2 separate regions of the Mus musculus genome follow, and region 2 is linked to region 1. The links are chromatin contacts, called in public Hi-C maps. All regions are on one chromosome and are shown on one strand. Each heading gives the region's core, a stretch centred on a gene start, on an enhancer-like site or on the middle of the called end of the contact. The rest is flanking DNA. Distances are from core to core; before and after follow the strand shown. Region 1 has its middle 11 kb from the start of 4930431F10Rik. Region 2 has its middle 18 kb from the start of Prep.

The links. Hi-C and Micro-C count contacts between places; a contact is called where the count stands out from the background.
Region 2: a Hi-C map of uterus shows a contact between it and region 1, with 5 times the contacts expected there. The contact joins two enhancer-like sites. A contact is called at or near these places in 6 of 39 promoter capture datasets (cranial neural crest, embryonic stem cells, liver and 2 more) and 2 of 484 Hi-C or Micro-C datasets (CD8 T cells and uterus).

The regions. Positions count from the first base shown.
Region 1 is chr10:44,747,676-44,751,705 of GRCm38.p6, reverse strand. No RefSeq gene overlaps it. Among named protein-coding and RNA genes, the nearest start is that of 4930431F10Rik, 11 kb to the right of the region's middle. Within about 2 kb of position 2,260, at least 5 of the 459 cell types and tissues checked have an H3K27ac peak or open chromatin away from gene starts, as enhancers often do. A contact at or near this core is called in uterus, where this site is marked.
Region 2 is chr10:45,046,875-45,050,904 of GRCm38.p6, reverse strand. No RefSeq gene overlaps it. Among named protein-coding and RNA genes, the nearest start is that of Prep, 18 kb to the left of the region's middle. Within about 2 kb of position 1,959, at least 85 of the 459 cell types and tissues checked have an H3K27ac peak or open chromatin away from gene starts, as enhancers often do. A contact at or near this core is called in uterus, where this site is marked.

The DNA of each region.
Region 1 (4,030 bases), core at 1,011-3,510:
CAGGTAAGAAGACTGTTCTCCTGGGAAAACCTGTGCTTGAGAGGCTGGGCTGTGATCTTGTGACAACTGTTCTTGTCCACTAAATGCCTAACCCTCCTCGGTCAGATGTGACGCCAAGGCCCGGGGACATGCTCATTATGGAGACAAACTTTTACACCAGCGGAAATGAGACTTTTGCTACTTCTTGAGTGTAGAATTTTTCAGGCAGGATAGAAACCCCACCTGAAGAGGCGCCGTGGACAGAGGCCGTAAAAAGGCTCCTTCCTTTCCAAATGGACTCAGACATGCGTAGAGAGCTTCTCCATGCTGCGCCTCAGCAGTGACTGAAATTGTGCTGGTTCGCAGATATTTGTCATGTGAAGCCCATCTGGATGGAAAAATTCTGGTAACAATTAAAGAGTCCACCAGGTCTCCAGACTCCATTAAGATGAACCCTGAGTTAAAAATTAACTGCTCTTCCCTAGCCATGCTTTCTGGGTTTCCTGTCCTCACACACGGAGATGGAAAACAGTAGGAGTCTAATGATTAGCCACAGAATGGAACCCCTGGACTGGGGCTGCCGTGCTCTCTAGGAAAGTGGGATCAGAGGATGGAAGTAAGGTCTAGCCTAGAATCCTCATGAGAAGGTGCTGCAGTCTCCTTAACAGTCTGTGGTCCCTGCCCATCTACTGTCAACTTTAACCTCAGCCAAATTACACCATTGATACTTCTATCTTCTTACTTTTTTAAATATTAAATTCTTTGTCATACTCTGAAAAAGATCGTTTTGGTTTTTTTTTTTTTTTCTGGTTCACCATCATCCTTTATGCCTATATAGCTACACAAAAATCTGCTCAGAATAATTTGCCTTAATAAATCATTTCAATTTAAGAAGAGCCTTAGAAAATGAATACAGTATTTAACATCTACTGCACATCAACATTCTGTAAAAGAAAAATATGCTTTCCCTTCTGAAAAACAAATACACTATGTGCTGTTTGGCTTGGGGCATTTTGGTTGAGACTGCAGAGGTATGTTGTAAGTTTTAATACAGAGGTTTTCCTATTAATGTTGAATGAACTGGTAGGGATATATGGCAAAGGGTTCATTCATGGAAATGGCTATTTGATGGGTCATAAAGCTAATTAAAACCAAATTTTGGCAACAGCGTTCAGGATGTGCATGGCCAACTCTGTTTTGTTACACCACCCCAAATGACTCTTTCATGTGGGAAAATATTTTCACTTCAAAAAAAAAATACAGGAAAGTTTAATTGATCTAGGCAAACAAAACAGTCAGACAAATTAGCACATGATCAACTCCTAGGATCTAAAGCAAATCAGGCTATAAAATCTAAAGGAAATGCAGCAGCTTTAACTTTCATTGCTGTTTCAAAGTTAGATCTTAGGGAATTGGTGTACATGAAAAAAGCTTAACTATTGTGTGGCCAGGATTCCAGAGACCAGAGCTGTGGTCAAGAGACTGACAAAAACAAACAAACAAACAAACAAACAAACAAACAAACGAAGAGTCAAGCATGATGCTGGGCGGTGGGGGTAAGGAATAAAGGAGAGGAGAGGGCACCAATTTGGACTCAAATAAATCTGTCTACCTGCAATAACACCAAGGAATCTCAGAACCTTGTTTTAAAGATAGTGAAAATTAGTAGGCAAACATTTGAATCATAGATGTTATTCAACAAGAGTTTTTTTTATAGAGTCTGAATAGTTGGAGAGGAAAAATTCTGATTATTCTCATTGCCTTGGTCCATACTTTTCCTTATGCCCTTGCTCTACGAAATATTTATCAGGATTCTTCTGAGAAGCAAGCAGTAGTGCTGTAAGTTTCTTGTCGTCATGCAGTCTGTCATAAACCATCACACAAATAATTATTTTACCAAAGTGGTGAGTAAAGCTTAAAAGGAAGCTCTGACATGCCTGTGAGTATATGAGAGGGATATATAAATGCATCTGGAGGTCTGAAGTCAAGCAAGCCACCGGTGGATGTGAGGTTACAACAGAGAATTAGCAGAGGAAGAAAGAGAAAATGAAATTCCAAGTGGGGAGACACTGGGAAGACTCCCAGGTAGAGACATAAGAATGAGCATGGTCCAAGATTTCATGAAGCATAACAGAAGCAAAGGAACAGAGAAAGTCACAGTATGATTACAGAGGTGGTGAGCCAGAGATGAGTTGGAGAGGCAGCTAAGAACCAGGTCATAGAAGAATGGTAAAGTTCTGAACATTCAGCAATTTAGACAGGTGCAGATCCGGCCAACCAGAAGGGACAACAGTCGTCAACAAATCACGTGGTGCAACCAGAATGACTGGCTGGCCATCAGCCCAGAAGGAAAGGGCTTGTAGGACATGTTTTACATTCTCTGCTTAATACCTCGTACAAGACAAGAACAAAACATTGAAGTATCTTCAATAAGGAAGCTTCAGAATCTAATATGAGTCAGACTTGTTTTCTAGAGTGACCAAGGGGCAGGGGATAAATTATTTTCAGCTTACCAAGGAGCTACCCCTGTATCAGAGACAGTGCTTTGAGGACTGGGGAATAAGATGAAGGTCACAGAATGCAGCTCTCGCTCTAAGGCAGCTTACAATAGCGATCATTCAGGTGCTTTACTTGAGCAAAGAACATTCTAGATGTCCTTCAGAAAAATGGAGAAAACTGAGCATCCTGCCCAAAATCTACTTCTCTCTCTCTCTCTCTCTCTCTCTCTCTCTCTCTCTCTCTCTCTCTCTCTCTCTCTCTCCTTCCGTGGCTCTGCATTACAACTGAAGGACTGGCCAATAAAACATTTAATCATGCAGATGCTTGTTCCCCTTGCCCTGTACGTACGTACGTATGTATGTATGTACGTATTTACGTACATACATATGATTTGCTCCCCAAACAGAAAGCAAGTGTCCTCAAGGCCTATCATTCCCACTGAGCCATCTACTTCCCACTTGTACCTCTACCCGCCCAGACTAGCAGCTCATACCTGCATGAACCAGCCAGAAGTCACCTTTTTCTAAAAGTCCCCACTTGTTCCTTAATCTGGGTATCACCACCCATAGTAAACACTGTCAGGAATCACTCCTGTGGGTACCACCTCATGTGTTGACCAAGGAATCCATTTAGGAAATGATCTAATAAATCTGTCCTGCGACAACAAGCTAGTGTCAAACGCTAAAGATCCACAAGAAACTAATCCCTGCCCTATCATTTTCTAAGTATAAACTTCATGAAAGGTATGGACCCACAGACAGGACAAAGGTATTGTTTTAAACAAAGTTAAGAGTGAAAAATTGTCTAAATGTTAAAGTTACTGCCATTAACTGGCATCCTACTAAGATATTTAATGTGCATTTACTATCTGAGACTCAATGGCTCTCTTGGGAGGCAGGCAAAGGAGAAACTGAGCATTTCGCTCCTGAGCACCTACGAGCTGGAAGGCTGGCCCATTTGCACACAGCCTTGGCAACCAGCATGATGTAGGGCCATCAAAGTGCAGATCTTGTCTCTGAGTGATGTGGCTTTTGATTCTCTGTGACAGTAAATTTACTATGTCAATGTAGCTAAGCTACAGGACAAAGATATTTGCTAAAACAAACAAACAAACAAACAAACAAAACCCAACAATAACAAAAAAACCCCACCAGTCTTGATATTCTGTAAAGGGATTATTTTTTATATATTGATATAACCAACACTTTAAGTTAACAGTCTTGAATGAAACGCATCACCCTCTCTCATGCGGTAGGTCTCATCAATCAGTTGAAGGAAAGCCCTAAGAGCAAAAGACTGCCTCCAGGCTACCTTTAGGACTCTAGCCTCAACATGAACTCACATCTAGATCTTAAGGCTAACACAGCAGGGGCCAGGCCTGTAGATTTCATGTTTGCCAGCTCCCAGTTATGTGTCAATCACTTAGAGAGTGAAAAGAGGGGAGAAAGAAGAGAGAAGAGAGATAGGAAGAGAAGAAGAGAGGTAGAGAGAGGGATGAGGAATTGAGTGGGGAGGAGAAAGGACAGAGAAGGGGAGGGTTAAATCCTATGAC
Region 2 (4,030 bases), core at 710-3,209, 300 kb before region 1:
TTTCTATGACATCAAGTGTGTCCAGCCTGTTTTGGTGGAGACTTTTCCCACAGCTCCCTCAAGAGCTTTCTCCCTTGTGCATACCTCAGGATGAATGTCTGTCTCCAGATTTCTCTAGGATAAAGGCACAACTTTTTAAAAGATTATCTAGTAATGAATCGATTTACTGTTATAATACACAATAAGTGAGAAATGCATTATTGAGAATTTTTTTTGTGGTTTTTTTTTGTTTTGTTTTGTTTTGTTTTGTTTTGTTTTTAGAGACAGGGTTTCTCTGTATAGCCCTGGCTGTTCTGGAACTCACTTTGTAGACCAGGCTGGCCTCGAACTCAGAAATCCGCCTGCCTCTGTCTCCCGAGTGCTGGGATTAAAGGCGTGTGCCACCTGGTAACTTACAATGTCTCAATAATACTTTTAAAATGTAATAAGGGTAGAGTCTCCTTTGCTTTCTCTAGCCTTTCTTTGCCTTCCTGCGTTTAGATATTGAGTAATCCGTGAGTTCTTGGCCTCCTCTCCTCTCCTCTCCTCTCCTCTCCTCTCCTCTCCTCTCCCTCTCCTCTCGCTGGCCTACATTCCACTGAAACCTACTGTTCTTCAGAGTAACATCTAAGCTCGCACTCTGAGGTTGACCTGTCTTTTGCTAAAAGGACTTCAAAGGTCCCCATTTCTTATATATATTCGATCTTCTCATTTGCATCAACCTTTTTTATTTTTTTTCCAAGCATCTCTCAGGGGGGAAAATGATCCTTCGTATGCACACATGAGCACACCCAGGAAACTGGACAGAGGAGCCATTCCAGGTTAAATACAAATACCAGTCAAAGGGCAGAACTTCACCTTGTTTTTCCTTTAATAATAAAAGTCCGTTTCAAAGCAGATAGTCACTTAACATACCCATGTATATAACATCTGGGTAGAAGGGACAGAAAAAGCAAAGGAGTCACAAAATATATGAAAACCTCCTAAGCTGAAATCTCAAGAATGAGAAAGGCTGAAATGGTTATAGCTCTGGAGGGAGGGCTGGGGAGGGAAGACACAGTGGTAGATATTTAGGGAAGATGCCTTGGGAGCTAAGAGCAAGGTATACAATGGAGGCAATGTGAGAGGGCGGTGTGGCTGGTGCGCATGCGCAGAGCAGTGCAGGCACTGGGAGAGAGAGAGAAGCTGGAGGAGAAAACAAGTCTCCTATATTCCTTGTCAGAGGGGAGCTAGAGCAATTTACTTCAGAGTAAATCACTTCTACGGTGTGTGAGTCTGATAATATTATTGATATGACCAAAAATATGAACGGGGGCAGACCTGCTGTAATGAGAGATCAGGGACCCAGGGAACAGACAACGCGTTTCCTTCTTAAGTCCTGGGATCGAACAGCTTCAAGTCAGCAGTACCCAGAGGCAAGAAAGAGGGAAGATGGCTCAGCATCTTGCAGAGCCTGGCTGCCTAGCATAGATGCTTGGATTCTAGTGTTACCACCTGGCAAGTAGGAGGGGAGACAGGGTTATGAGCAGGTGTTTTTTATGGGTCAGGCCTGAAAGTAGCACACATTATTGCTTCGCTTCTGCTCCATTAGTCAGATCCAGTCTCGTGGCTACCCCAGATTATAAAGGAACCTGAAAACTGGGGCCTGCGTGTGACGAAGAAGAAAAGAAGATGGGTTTCAGGGACACTGGCAAGTAAGCCCCTGCCTCAGAATGGGAAACCCCTGCTCACTTCCCCACTCAGCCTTTGGTCTGTTGCCTCAGCCTTCCTCACATCTCTTGTCTCCGTCCCATGTCTAATCCCTTCACACCAGTGTATTGAGGCCCTCTTGGGTTACTTCTGTCAACCCTAGTCCTTCTGCCATGTAATTTTTTATGCTTTGGTCAGCAACGAGTTGTTTGTTTGCCCAGCGTGCCCTGCTCTGAGGAAACAGTCCAGCCTTGCTGGTCAGCTGGAGTAACTAGCCATGCAGGTTGGTGAATCAGCAGGTGGCACTCGGTGTCAGCAAGACACCCATTCTAAAGCCACACACAAGTAGTGAACGCCTGGGTTCAGTCACGCTCAGGGGAGCCAAACACTGGCTCTCGTGACCTACTTCCTCAAGACTCGACTTTCAAAAGAGTGACTACGCCCAGGCTGACCAGAGGGTTGTTAAAAACAGAGATGTCAACATGCTCTGAACTGACTGCCAACAAAAACATTCCCTTTGTGTCGCGGCTTTCTTCACAGTGCACTCAGGAAGGACAAAGAAGTTTGACCTGTCTGGGTTGGAGGGCGGCAAGCCGCTGTCCTCAGAATTTCTCTCTAGCAGGTGAAGAAAGAGGAATGGGTGTTTTAAAACGAGAGTTGAGGTGACTGCCCGCACAGGTACTAATTAGCCCTAGTTGCTGTTAGGAAACTGGCTCCCTTCAAAGGCTTCATTGTTTGGCTGCTTCTTCCCTCCACCTGTGTCACCTGCTCCTTTCACTCCACAGCACGTCTAGGGTGTTCTCCCCAGCACTGTAAGGCGCAGATGAAAGTGGTCAAAGGAAAGATCTGGAGATGGAGGCTCTTCATTGAGCCTCGCAGCTAACGCTGACATTGACGGAGATAAGAAGGGACAGGGAACCAGGAAGCTCTTATCTTTGTCTGCCTGTGGCTCTGTTTCTCTTTGCTTACGTCCAAATTCAGACGTTTAAAGATCATATGTCTACGCTCGTGACTCATAGGGTCCTCCGCCATCAAGACAAGCAAATAGTTTCATAGGTAACGTGTCTAGGATAATCTGAATGCTAGGGCTCTCCTTTGCCTTCATTTAAAATACAGGCTCCTAGAAATCCAAGCAAGGGATGGGTTCTCCCTGATGCTAGTTTGCATTGTAATGATCAGAGATTAGTATTTTTCCATCACCTAAAACCATCACCATCCTTTTTTTTTTCTTTTTTTCTTTTTGGTTTTTTGATTTTTGGTTTTTCAAGACAGGGTTTCTCTGTATAGCCCTGGCTGTCCTGGAACTCAGAGATCTGATTGTTAACCATTATTCAGATCTAGCAGTCTCTGTGGGTACAGCAGTACTTTCGGTCTCACTGCCCATCTTAAAAATATATGCATTTCCCTAAACTTCTCTTCCAAGAATTCCCTTTTCATTTACCTCAATTAGGTGCTTTATTGATAGATTGATAGGTTGATTTTTTTTGTTTGTTTTTTTGTTTTGAGAGAATGTTTCTCCATGTAGCCTTGGCTGTTGTGGAATTCACTGTGTAAACCATGCTGGCATCAAACTTAGAGATCTGCCTGACTTTGCCTCCCACCTGCTGGGGTTAAAGGCATGGGCCACCATCACCACACCATGCTTTTTATTTTATTTTGAATTATATGTATGTGTATCTGTGTCTGTGTGGGTTTCTGTATGTGAGTGTGGGGACCTGTGAAGGTTAGAGAGCCACTGGAGAGGGGGTTACAAGTGGTTGTGAGCTTCCTGACACGAGTTGGGAATCAAACTCAGGTCCTCTATAAAAGCAGCAAGTTCTCTTAACTGCTGAGCCAACTCTCCAGACCCCTGCGGCATGATTTTAAAATACATTGTACTTGTAGCATAGATGTAGATGGATACTAGAGCATGCAGGAGAAGCCATATAATTAGGAGTTTTAGAAAAACCACGTATCAGTGGCTTAAATGAGGAAAGGTTTGTTTCTCTCTTTCGTTTTATGTCCAGGGCGGGTAACACAGGGCCTCGCTGCATATTTAGTCAGCCAAGGACCAGATCCAGTGCTCCAGTGTGTGCCATGACCATCCAGTTTGAGAAAACAGCTAAACACATCTCAGAAATCTCTACCAAGAACTGTGTGTTGCTTTTGTTCGTGCTAGGTTGACCGAAGGAAAAGGCAGGGCCACAGCTAATTGCAAACCAAATAAGAATGGTTAAAAAGGTGAGCACCTCCTTCCATTTAGATGCATCTCACACCTTCAAGGCTGCCACACACCTTAGAGAGGCAGAAAGGGTAGGCAATGTCTTTATAGACACATAATACATATCCTATACATAATATACCTCAACTTACATAGATTTAA